2 separate regions of the Zea mays genome follow, and region 2 is linked to region 1. Evidence: chromatin contacts called from public Hi-C data. All regions are on one chromosome and are shown on one strand. Each heading gives the region's core, a stretch centred on a gene start, on an enhancer-like site or on the middle of the called end of the contact. The rest is flanking DNA. Distances are from core to core; before and after follow the strand shown. Region 1 holds the start of LOC100277443 (high chlorophyll fluorescence 153). Region 2 holds the start of LOC542507 (cytokinin oxidase 2).

Evidence for each region. A called contact is a pair of places that touch in the nucleus more often than the background predicts.
Region 2: a contact with region 1 is called in a Hi-C map of ear, with 2.9 times the contacts expected there. The contact joins the promoter of LOC542507 here to the promoter of LOC100277443 in region 1. A contact is called at or near these places in 4 of 25 Hi-C or Micro-C datasets (ear, endosperm, root tip and 1 more).

Annotation. Positions count from the first base shown.
Region 1 is chr3:154,098,411-154,104,510 of Zm-B73-REFERENCE-NAM-5.0, reverse strand. It overlaps LOC100277443 (high chlorophyll fluorescence 153), which reads left to right and starts at 2,333. Exons shown (of 2, transcript NM_001151004.2): 1 at 2,333-2,709; 2 at 2,926-3,308. The coding sequence starts at 2,410. The coding sequence ends at 3,117. It overlaps LOC100037765 (glucan endo-1,3-beta-glucosidase homolog 1), which reads right to left and starts at 5,100. Exons shown (of 2, transcript NM_001112264.2): 1 at 4,961-5,100; 2 at 3,761-4,870. The coding sequence starts at 5,036. The coding sequence ends at 3,942.
Region 2 is chr3:154,304,539-154,310,638 of Zm-B73-REFERENCE-NAM-5.0, reverse strand. It overlaps LOC542507 (cytokinin oxidase 2), which reads left to right and starts at 3,190. Exons shown (of 5, transcript NM_001112056.2): 1 at 3,190-3,990; 2 at 4,098-4,225; 3 at 4,316-4,576; 4 at 4,650-4,912; 5 at 5,012-5,980. The coding sequence starts at 3,408. The coding sequence ends at 5,336. LOC103650766 (a long non-coding RNA gene) reads right to left here and starts at 4,859. Exons shown (of 4, transcript XR_564373.4): 1 at 4,340-4,859; 2 at 4,117-4,211.

The DNA.
Region 1 (6,100 bases), core at 1,084-3,583:
CACCACATTCCATGCGAGTACAAGCTCCAGCGTATCTGGCGTCAACGTGTGTGTAGCCATCAAGGCTATGATAACGAATAAGCCTCCGTAACAAGCGCAACAGGCGCAATTGTGGATCGATAGTCGGGTACAGGATAAGTCCACGCAACGTGCGCAACAGGCGTAATTGTGGCTCGCTGATCATGGCGGCCGAACCGTGCCTGCAGGGCATGCAAAAAATACGCGACTCGGTGATGGCGGTCCGGCTCAACGGGAGTGGTCCGACTAAGTGAGAGTGCAACATAGCAATCACATGACGCAGCCAAATTCGTACGACACAAATAACGTGTCGTGTTGCCAGGGCGCAACCAATGCTCGCCAATGCCATAACTCAACCGATTAACAACAAAGTCTGATCGACATGTTTGAGTACCCAAAAGCTCAACATAATATAAATATTTAGAGCGATTTAAATATGCACAATATAGAGTTTACATGCATTTTAATATTTTTCTGCTAATATCTACCAGATAAATAAAAGCAGAAAAATAAACACCAAAATTAATGCATGAGCATAACACATCAGGTGTAAAAGGCAACTTCCTTGTATGTAAGCATGCATTTTTCTAGTAATTATTTACTACAGGAAATAATTAATTAAGGTAGAGACAATTACATAAAGCATGCATACAATTTAAACTTGTATAAATTTAGGAAAAAAAATTATCCATATAAAATATAAGGAAAATTGCGTATAATAAATGGGGGTTTTATTCACCTGTTGGACACATGCACCTTAAACTAGCCTATTTGACCAGATCGGAAATAAGGCATCACGTCCAGTCGTCCATGCGTGCATGCGGACATGCAAGATGGTGGGGCCCATGCGCACGGAAAAGAAATAATTCTCGCCTACGCTTCAATGTACAGAGGAGGAAATGGTCCACGCCATCTCCCATCCGTTGGCTTGCTTCGTGCATGGCCACAAATCGCGCATTGCACAAACATGCAGATTAGACCGTGGAAACAGTCTCATTTTTATCCACCTGCATCGCCAGATCCCAGATAGACGATGATCCAGTCCAATAAACAAATTCGGACGGACCAAGGCACTTTTGCCTGGCCACAGATGCGCCCAGATCGCCGCCTTCCACAGACGCGTGGACTCCGTCACAACCATGCTGGCAAGCCTCCGATACGGGCGTGGCCATGGCGAGGTGTGCCTCCATCACAGGCACAAACTCAGGCGCGATATGGAAGCCGTTGGCCGAGGCCGCAGTCACAAGCACGAGGGCGCACGGGCTGGTGGCCTGCTGTGCGGAGTGAGACAACGCGTGCTGGACGGTGCACACGATGCGCGACCATCAAGACTACCGTCGGATGTTGTTTTCTTCTTGCCGCATTGCCCGTAGTATTTTCACGACGATGCTTTGTTTACCGTCAACAAAAGTAAATCGTCCACCAGAGATTTCATACCACATTTCTTCATCAGCGAACGGAAACGAAGCCTGTCGCGTAGGACAGTTTGGCTAGGCCAAAAGACCTGCCAGCTTGACGAAGAGTTGATGCAGATCTGATCCCGCAGCAACGTCGAGGTAGAGCGTGCTGATAACGTGTTAAGAACTACGTTACCACGGATCACCAGATCCGCTCCCTTCCCTCCCGTCAGAAGTAGAGGCGCAAGAAGATGTAGAGAACCCGTCTCCCTTCCCATAAGCACGACAGAGGAAACACACGAGACACTGGATATAGGGTTGGGCCTCTGGCCTCTTTCTGATCTCTGTATTATGAGGGGGTGTACATGTTCCTTATATAGAGATGTGAGACCCCTCAGGGGCAAAACAGGTATTTGCCCACATAACCTTAACTATGGTTACTTAACAGGGCTCTGGTCGTCCCGTTTTAGTTGCTGCGCTGCCACGCCACGCCATCCAACAGATCGCAGAAAATAAGTACCGCAGCATTCACGCGTCCAGCAGATCACAGATATGGTCGCGCTAAAAGCACATCCACCCAAGTCATCGCCCAGTCTCGCGGTCGCGAGCTCCGGACGTGACATCTTTTTTAATTTTCATAAACACGAAACCGCTGGCAACCCCGCGGCACATATTTTTTATATAATTTTATTTTTATTTTTTTGCTTCGGCAGCCCACCGGATAAGCTGTTTAGCTGGGCTGAATCCTCCCACGCTATGTTGGACTTGGACCGGTGTCTGGCATACGCGGGCCTAGAAAGCCTCTTCATGGCATCCCGTCCAGCCCAATCCGCCGCCTCAATCAGTCCAGGTCCAGGTCCAGGTCACTGAAGCGCGCGCGCGCGCATTGCCAAGTTGCCCAGTGCCTGGTGCTTGCCAACAGCACCACCGCCACCGGATAAGGCTGCCCCGACCGCTGGGAGCCTGCGATTCCGGAGGCTTCGAGGAGCAGGCCATGGCGCGGGGCGGCCACCTCAGTGCGCTCTGCCTGCCACCTCGCCTCGGCGCCACGCCGCCGTGCTGCGGCCGCCCTGCCGCCGTCCGAGCCAGCAGCTGCTGCGCCAGGCCGCTGCCACCAGGCGGCGCGCGGCGGCGGGGTCGGGGCCGGGGCCGCCTCTTGGTGGTGCGCGCCGGCGGGCCGCCCAGCACCAACGCGCTCATCCTCGCCTTCGTGCTCCCGCTCTCCCTCTTCGTCGGCACGCTCGTCACCGCCGCTCGCGTCGCCGACGACCTCGACGACCGATTCCTAAGGGAGGTACGGTAAGAGTACCACTACAACACAGTATGACAGTACCCGCAACACGTGCGCTTCTGCTAGCAGCTGCTTGCGCGCGCTACTCTGCTTGTAGTTGTGTACCTGGGGTTGAATTAAAAAAAATGCACATCTGGTTATCCACAAACTCGACTGAAGCGACGTACAATTTACTGTTAACAACGCTTAGCCAAACGGCGGCTGCCCGTGCATGCGCAGATGGAGATAAACCGGGCGATACTGGAAGAGAACGAGGCGTCCGATGACGACGGCGCCGGTGAGGAAGACGACGACATTAACGAAGCGGATGAGGACGCAGAGGAAGAGCTGCCGCCGGTACCGGTGGAGGAGAAGGAACCCGCCACCGTTGTCGGTCCACGCACCAGGAACAGGCCGAGAAGACGAGTGTAATTAGACGCTCTCTTCTCCGTGTTCATGCTCAGAGACACAGAGAGAGAGTTTAATTATAGCGTGTATGGTTTGAGGAATGAGTTCTCGCTTTTTTTTTGTTTAGTTTGTGGAATATAATAAGTTCATCTATCACTATTTTATTTTTTATAATCTAATAATTAGTAATAATACTAGGGATGAGTCAATTTCAATAAGGGGGTGTTTGTTAGAGGGATTAAAGATTAGTCTCTAGTTTTTAGTCTCATTTAGTCCCTTTTTTGCCAAACACTAGGACTAAAATATAGACTAAAATGATTTAGTCTTTAGTCCTTCACATAGGTGCTAAAAGAGACTAAAAGCTCATAATTATCATGTTGCCCTTACCTTTTTTATAGATAACTAATATTATGAGTATATTCTAAGGGCATTTTAGTCTTTGGACAATGTATTTAATGACTTTAGGATCTATTTAGTCCTTAAAACCAAACATGTAGGGACTAAAGTTTAGTCCTAGGACTAATTGAAACTAAACATGACCTAAATTTGTGGAATAGAACGAGTAACACGTCCTTAGTTTGGCGATTGTCTTGGCTCTCTTGGAAATATGCATGCTCGCAAAGGAGAAAATTAGGAGGAATTGAAAGCATATATAGAAATAATTGTACTTCTTGTTATTGATCTTTAGGAAATAATCGAAGCAGTTGCCTTACATGAATACACTTTGCATTCTACTGCAGGCAGTTTATTTATTCTACTTTCTCCCGTATGTATGTGTATGTATATATCTATGTGTGTGTATTGCCTTATAAATGTCTTGGAATGGACCTCGGCGTCTTGTTTAGGAATTAGGAGAAATTGATGGGGTACGCCGGCGATTTGTCCGGGTTGAAGAGGCCGAAGTGCCTCTCCGACTCGGCTCCCGTCTTCTGGTCCTCGTTGAACATGGCGAAGATGTAGGTCTCGATGGGGCCAGGGCGCTTGGGCGTGCCCTGGCCGACGTGGTTGATGAGGTTCTGGTTGTAGGTCTGCGCGTTGGCCGCGGTGGCGGCGTCGCCCCCGGCGGACGGCCAGCCGCTCTCGGACACGACGACTGGGACGTTGCCGGCGCCGGCGTTCTGGAGCGCGGAGACGAAGGTGTCGACGAGCGCGTCGAAGAGGTTCTGGTACGCGTTGCTGCCGTCCTGCACGACGGTGCCCGGCGAGGTGAAGAGCGCGTAGCTGAGGTCGATCTGGGCCGGGTTGCCGATGTAGGAGAAGTAGGGGTAGACGTTGCACAGCAGCGGGGCGCCGGTGCTCTGCAGGTACTGCGCGATGGGCGCCATGTAGCCCTGCGAGAAGGTGCCCTGCGACGGCGGGAAGCCCTGGGTGACGTCGCTCTGCACCGCCGTGGACACCTTGATGCTGCCGCCCAGGCCGGCGTTGGCCAGCGCCGCGTTGAGGTTCTTCATGGCGGGAAGGATGCTGCCGGTGTCCCCGCCGGAGGCCTCGTTGCCCACGGCGATGTAGCGGAAGCTGACCGACGGGAACGCCTGCACGTTGCTCTGCACCCAGGCGGCCGCCGCGCTCGGGTCGGAGGCCAGCGAGGCGAGGTCCGTGTTGGGCACGTCCATGATGAGCCCGATGCTGGTGCCGCTCAGCGCGTTCAGCGCGTTGGCGTCCGGGAAGTAGATGCGCATCAGGTTGATGCCGTTGGACTGGTACAGCTGCACCACGTCGCTCGCCGGGGGCAGGTTGTCGCCGTTCACGCCGTAGCACACGCCGATGGATTGGACTCCTGTTTAGTAATAAGGACATTAGTGTCAATAATCATGCATGCATGCACGGATTATGGGTGGATGCGCATGCACGTATAGGTATAGTCTACCTGTAGGAATGGCTGCGAATGCTCCGAGAAGCAATGCCAGCGCATGCATGGAAGCGACGACACCCTGCCTCGCCATCTTGGAAGGATCGGCGGTGGTCAGCTCAGCAGTACCAGCGAGATGAGCACTACTAGTGTAACTGATGCCGTTCTACTGCACTCTGCATGCAATTCACCGAGGCATCGCGGCCATATTTATAGCCAGGTAGAGCTGTAGGCAGTGCAGGCCGTTCCAAGGCGGCCACTATCCAGTTGGGCAGGCCACACGATCATAGCCATCCAGCAAGTCCCCGGCCGGTCGTTGACGATGGATCGGTTCTTGTTTTTTCTCCCCCAAGTTTCCACCACTACGTCTACGTACACAGCCATTTTTCTCTAGTTTCTATACTGCACGTACGTAGTTGGGGATTGGGATACAGCTAGTACGCCATGGCCGTATGCGCGAGGATGGCAACGGCGGTCGCGATCCCGGCTGGCCTAACACACAAACACAAACACGCGGCCCGGCGGCGGCCGGGCGCTGCTGAGATAGATGCATGCGCGGCGAGAAGGTCCTCCGCCGATCGCGGCCTGTGGCGCCGGACGCTGCATGAATAGCACGTAGAATACAAAGGCGCGCGTTGGACGGGCTCGTGGAATTCCTGGCCGAGCTGACCGGACCCCTGCCCCGTTTGGTTAGGGGAGGGATGTCTTGCTATTCTTGAGCCTGATGATCAGCGGGCGTCGGCTCGCGCTCCCCGGCCTGCGATTCGTGAGCCTGCTTCGGGGTCGCGATCGCGCGTGGCGGCGTGGGGACGGGGCATGCCAGCTTCCGTCGCAGCCTTCGCTCTGCGTCCCCATCGGCTTCAGAATTTGGAACCCCTCTTCAGATGTTGGAAGATGGAGAATGGGAGATCATCTGGTTGACTGCGCTGCGTGCGTCCTCGCCTACCTTTGTTTCGGCCCAAGACAAGAGGTGTGAGGAGCACGTGCGAGTCAGCCTCGTGAGGGCGGCCAGGTCCATCCGCTGCAATGCAATGTAATGCGGCCCATTCTCTCTCTCTCTCTCAAATTACAGGATGTTTGGTTTTTAGATAATAGCCAGTTGATCGTGCTTTACTACGGTTGCTACTATTAAAATATTTATTTAAATATAATTATTCT
Region 2 (6,100 bases), core at 1,941-4,440, 210 kb before region 1:
ACCAAACTCATTTTTGGTGGAATTTATGGCTGGAAAGAAATAACAGAATTTTCCAAAGTTAGCATAGAAGCGTTGAACAAGTGTCTCTTGCAGTCAACGGATATTGCTAGTAGCTGAGGTCTTGTTGGTCTGGACTAGTGGGTTTTTGTTCTCTTTTTAAGTTCTTTTAACTCTTTTTAACTTTTTTATTTTTTCTTTCTTATCCTCTTCCCTTCAGTGGCTTGGGTTTTGTATTATCCTTTCCTTTCTTCTCTAATCTAATATATCGGAGCGACAAGTCTTTTGCCCCTTCCATTCAAAAAAAACTATCTACCAAACTCAAGACTTGGATTCCAAGGGCAAGAGTGAACGTGGTACAACGTTACCACTATATCATAAACTCATGAGGCTGTCTACCTGGCAACTGCCATCCTCATGCAGATGAGACGGAGAGAAGATGAGAAAAGTACAAGATCCCAGAAGCAAGCAGCAGGATGGGGCCATCCCCCCCCCCCCCCACTGGGCCCCACGGGCCGAAAGCCACCGGCGAAAATGTCCAGAAGGCCACGTGGGGCATGGGTCCCCGGAGTCCACTTCCGCGCGATCTCGAGGCCGGGCCGCACCGGCAATCGCTCTCCGGCCACCTCCCTGCTTCCTCAGGTCCGGTCTCCCATAGTCCAATGCATGCATGCACGAGCATCCCCTCAGAACGCTGGCAGTGAGTGTCTTGCTCGCACATCAGCTTGGCCAGTCAGTGCGAGAACACAGCAGCAACAACAACAACAACACCTGTGCACAATGGCGTCTATCATTGGTACCATCTCAATCGGCTGACTTGTCTATAACTACTGTTAACGGAGGTCCCTTGTGCATCATGCAGTTTTAGAAGAGCACCTCGATCGCAAGCGCCTCATTATTATCATCATTCTCTTAAACTGGTCAGAAAACTGACCATCAGCTAAAGTGATACTGACATACTGTATCTTTGTAGATAATTAAATGGAGAAAAATCTCCTTCTGTTCCGTCTGGCCGTTAAATGCCGAATCCATGCATATATAAATCTGTACGTAGGCTCAAAGCACAGTGTGCATTTTGGCTTTCCAGCTAGCATACATACATGTGACTGCTGACGATGAATTGTGTGGACCACATTGGCACAACGGTGCATTGCAACGGACGGGCGCCGTCAAGGTCAAACGCATAAAAGGCTGTCATTTGGCAACACAATGAATCAGTGGCGCCACGCCATCCGTCCACGATCCACCGTTCTTGGTGTAGTGGTTGGTCCCAGCGCTTGAAGGCCAGGCCGAGGCCGTGTTCTGGAAGGTGGCCTGTGGTGAGCACTAAACATGTGTGTGCTTTTGCCTTTCCAAGCCAGAGGGCCGGTCTCTTAATATACATAACATACACACCACTTTTTCATTTTGTTCATTATTACGGTCTAATGCAAACAAAGCCATTTGCAGAATGTGCTACATAGCAGGTATGTTTCTCTTTTTTTCCCTGTAAAATTTGTAGACTTATCACAAGAATAAGTTTAACCATTACTAGAATAGTTCCTCACATGTTTGTTTACCATCGGGGCGGGAACAGCTTGCATTGCAAAAGCTGCGCAAGTATTAGGGCCCTCTAGATTTTTTTAATAGTAGTAGTATATATAATATATAGGTGTTACTATTTGAGTTGTTAGGCCATCTGCGGCAGATTTTCTATGACATCCCTTATTTCAAACTTTATTTTGCAAACAGTTGTCATATACCCTATTTTAGGCGAATCACTGAAGACAGGTAAGTTTTGGCACGGATGAGGTGGAGAGTGGACAAGAATCTCCGTTGTGGAGTCTGCCTACCAGTACCAGGCAAAGTAATGCATGCGCGCGGACAGGATGGACGGTCGAAGTGGCCTCCCTGCCTCCACCCCGACGACGACGCATGGGCTCCGTCCCCTTCGCTTGCTTCCTGCTCCAGCTAGCTCCATCGCCTAGTGCTCCGCTCCGCCGCACAGGAACGGAACGGAACGGACCGAACCACTTGGTCGCATCCCGATGCGTTGCCGTCTGCCGGTGTCCATCGTGTCGGTTTCACCTCTGCACTAGCATAAATTCCTTGACACCAACAGCGAGCGACATCATCGGCTCAGCCCTACAAGTCACGAGTGTTCTGACTGACCAGCTAGCAATAGCAATCTGCTGCTCTGCTTGACTTGCTCGGACGATCCGCCGCTGCTTGCGTTCGGCTCCAGTAGGCTATCCTCCGCGACGTCGTCGATCTGGACTCCATGGCGTCCACACAGAATCGACACGAGCTTGGTGTGCCGCGTACGCATGTGTGCGTATGTATGCCTCGTCTTCCACATGCAAACATACGCAGAGGAAGGGGAAAGGCGGCAGCAAACGCGACGGTCCAAGTCGTACCACAGAAGTGGTCGCGCATGTGTGCCCAAGTTGCCATCACCCGGATGCTATTAGATTTCCAGAAACTAACTTGTGAGGACCCCTGGTGTCTGCTAGCTGCTCTCCAACTCCAACCTGTCAATCAATTCCCAGACGGACAAGCTGAGCTCACAGCTCAAGCTCAACAACGATGGCCGGCCGGGTCACCATGGAACTGATCCTCTACAGTACAGGCATGGGAAAATGGAGGAGGAGAGCAGGGCAGTGAGGCCACAGAATCAGAGGCTGATTAGTGTTGGTGAGCTCCAATCCAACAGCATATGACCAGCGAGCAGAACATAGGGATGTCCTGTGGGCTTGCCCAGGGACAGACGCATGCAAGCCATGTGACTGTCCGGAGAGAGAGCCGGTGATACTGGAACAGAGGATCCGATCCTGCCCCCCTTCTTTTGCCTCTCCCTCTCTCACACACACAGTCTCACCTATATGTGGCTATGTCGTCTCCATTAGGCTGTTAACTAGCCAACACATGTTCCCCCGTTGCTTAAGACAGCAGCTACAAAGCGAGAACATCATGCTCTAAAAAGAAACTTCCGCAATGCACCACTAGCACATGTCTGCGCCTCAATTCGCAACCGGCAAGCAAGCAAGCCGGCAAGCAGACAGTCGCCATACGGTTTTTACCAAACAGCTAGCGCCCACAGCTGACTAGCTGACCACCGCACCACCCACACTCCTCCTCGCGAGTCGCGAGGCAAGCCGCAAGCTCCTATATAGAGAGGCCCCCTCCCTCCCCTGCATGGACAGCCACCGCCTTCTTCAACCCTCCTTCCGTCTTCCTCCTCTAGTCTTACCTCGTTGCACCTCAAGAAACTTGGCGCGCAACCAGGAAACCCCCTCTTCTCTCTCTCTCTCTCTCTCTCTCTCTCTGCCTTCTGATTCCAAGCTCCCCAACTGCCCAGCACCAACCTGCCGAACTCCCCTCCTTTTTGTTGGTTTGTCGAATTATAAATTGAGCCCGGCCGGCTGACTACCATGAAGCCGCCATCACTGGTGCACTGCTTCAAGCTGCTGGTCCTGCTGGCGCTCGCCAGGCTGACCATGCACGTCCCCGACGAGGACATGCTATCGCCCCTCGGCGCGCTGCGCCTCGACGGTCATTTCAGCTTCCATGACGTCTCCGCCATGGCGCGGGACTTCGGCAACCAGTGCAGCTTCCTGCCGGCCGCCGTGCTCCACCCAGGCTCGGTCTCCGATATCGCCGCCACCGTGAGGCACGTCTTCTCCCTGGGCGAGGGCTCGCCGCTCACCGTCGCGGCGCGCGGGCATGGACACTCCCTCATGGGTCAGTCCCAGGCCGCCCAGGGGATCGTGGTCAGGATGGAGTCGCTCCGGGGCGCTAGGCTCCAGGTCCACGACGGCTTTGTCGATGCCCCCGGAGGAGAGCTCTGGATCAATGTCCTGCGTGAGACGCTGAAGCACGGCCTGGCACCCAAGTCGTGGACGGACTATCTCCATCTCACGGTCGGTGGCACCTTGTCTAATGCGGGGGTCAGCGGCCAGGCGTTCCGCCACGGACCGCAGGTCAGCAATGTCAATCAACTGGAGATTGTGACAGGTCTCAAACGAACTCACAAAGCATTCAATCAACTAGCTTGGAGCATACATAACGAAACATAAAAAAAAACAGTCGCTGATCGTAATAATCGTAAAAACCAAATGCAGGAAGGGGAGACGTCGTTACCTGCTCACCCGAGGATAACTCTGATCTCTTCTATGCTGCTCTCGGCGGTCTTGGTCAGTTCGGGATCATAACCAGAGCAAGGATTGCACTTGAGCCTGCTCCAGAGATGGTAAGTCATCAGACAAGCGATTCAGTTAAATGAAATCTCCAGACAGCATGCAGTCATTTAGTAAATGGATGTATATATATACAATGACAGGTGAGGTGGATAAGAGTTCTTTACTCGGATTTTGAAAGCTTCACCGAAGACCAGGAGATGTTGATCATGGCAGAGAACTCCTTTGACTACATTGAAGGTTTTGTCATCATAAACAGGACAGGCATCCTCAACAACTGGAGGGCGTCCTTCAAGCCACAGGACCCAGTCCAAGCAAGCCATTTCCAGTCAGATGGAAGAGTGCTATACTGCCTCGAACTAACCAAGAACTTCAATAGTGGCGACACTGATACCATGGAACAGGTGAGCCTGTTATTTCACTTTGCACCAAGATATTAGACTCCAATGATAATAACTGTAAATTTTATGTTTACAGGAAGTTGCTGTACTGCTATCTCGGCTTAGATTCATACAGTCTACTCTATTCCACACCGATGTCACGTACCTGGAGTTTTTGGACAGGGTGCACACCTCTGAGCTGAAGCTGAGGGCACAAAGCCTCTGGGAAGTTCCACACCCTTGGTTGAATCTTCTGATACCGAGGAGCTCAATCCGCAGATTTGCTACGGAAGTCTTTGGCAGGATCCTGAAAGATAGCAACAATGGTCCTATATTGCTTTATCCAGTGAACAAATCAAAGTAACTTCCTTCACTTGCAAAAATTACTGTCACAAATAATAAGTTAATCTAGTTGCGCACGGTTAAGGTAGCTCAATTCGTCTGTTCGTTCTGATGCAGGTGGGACAACAAAACGTCAGTGGTCATACCAGATGAGGAAATTTTCTACCTAGTGGGATTCCTTTCTTCAGCACCGTCTCTCTCAGGTCACGGCAGCATTGCACATGCGATGAGCCTGAACAGCCAAATAGTAGAGTTCTGTGAAGAGGCTGATATTGGGATGAAACAGTATCTAGCACACTACACCACACAGGAGCAGTGGAAAACCCACTTTGGAGCAAGGTGGGAGACATTTGAACGGAGGAAACACAGATATGATCCCCTAGCCATCCTAGCACCAGGACAGAGAATATTCCCAAAGGCGTCACTCCCATTGTCTTTGTGACGGTTCCTGCTATTTAAAGGCTTCTGTAGAGCATACATTGTACAAAAGTGTAGGTAAAAGTATCCCCTGTAAAGACAATATCTACGGAAGGTAGCTAGCCTGAAGAACACAGCATAGCGACTTTTTCAGTGGCCAAAGATACCTCAAAGCAGTACTTCAATGTGGAGCAACGTCACCTGAACCCTGAAGGTGGTGAGTGCAACTTTGGAGGCAATCACTGGTAGTGGAGCCTGGAGGGTTGTAGCGGTCCAAGGAACCTGTCTGTTGTTACAGCGTTGAGATGAGCTGTGCTGATCAACTGATCACTAACCAGTGTCCCGAGGAAATCATGTTGGTCTGTATGTATTTTCCGTTAACAACAGTGCAGAAGTTTGCATGAGGGTAGTGCATTGATTAGCAAATAGCACTGCCTGTTATTTCACTTGTAACTGGCATCTCATCTCAAGGAGAGCCTGCGTAACTGTAGCAGGTTATATTGTTTTCCATGAGTCAGAAACTCAGAATATTAATGCTCGTGCAAAAACAGTGTAGTCGCTTATCAATCATGGTGTTCAGAAACAGAAAAACTCTTGGAATTCTCTCAACTTGTTCATTAAATGTTAGCAACCTATAGTGTGAGCTTGGATAACAAATAAGAAATCAAGAGCGCAAATATTGAAACTGAATAAATGTTAAATGATAATTTTCTAAAGTCCAATCAAGCAGAATTATAAGTTTGCAAGATAACTTGATAACTGACATCTCAGTTTTTTGTATCAAGCAAA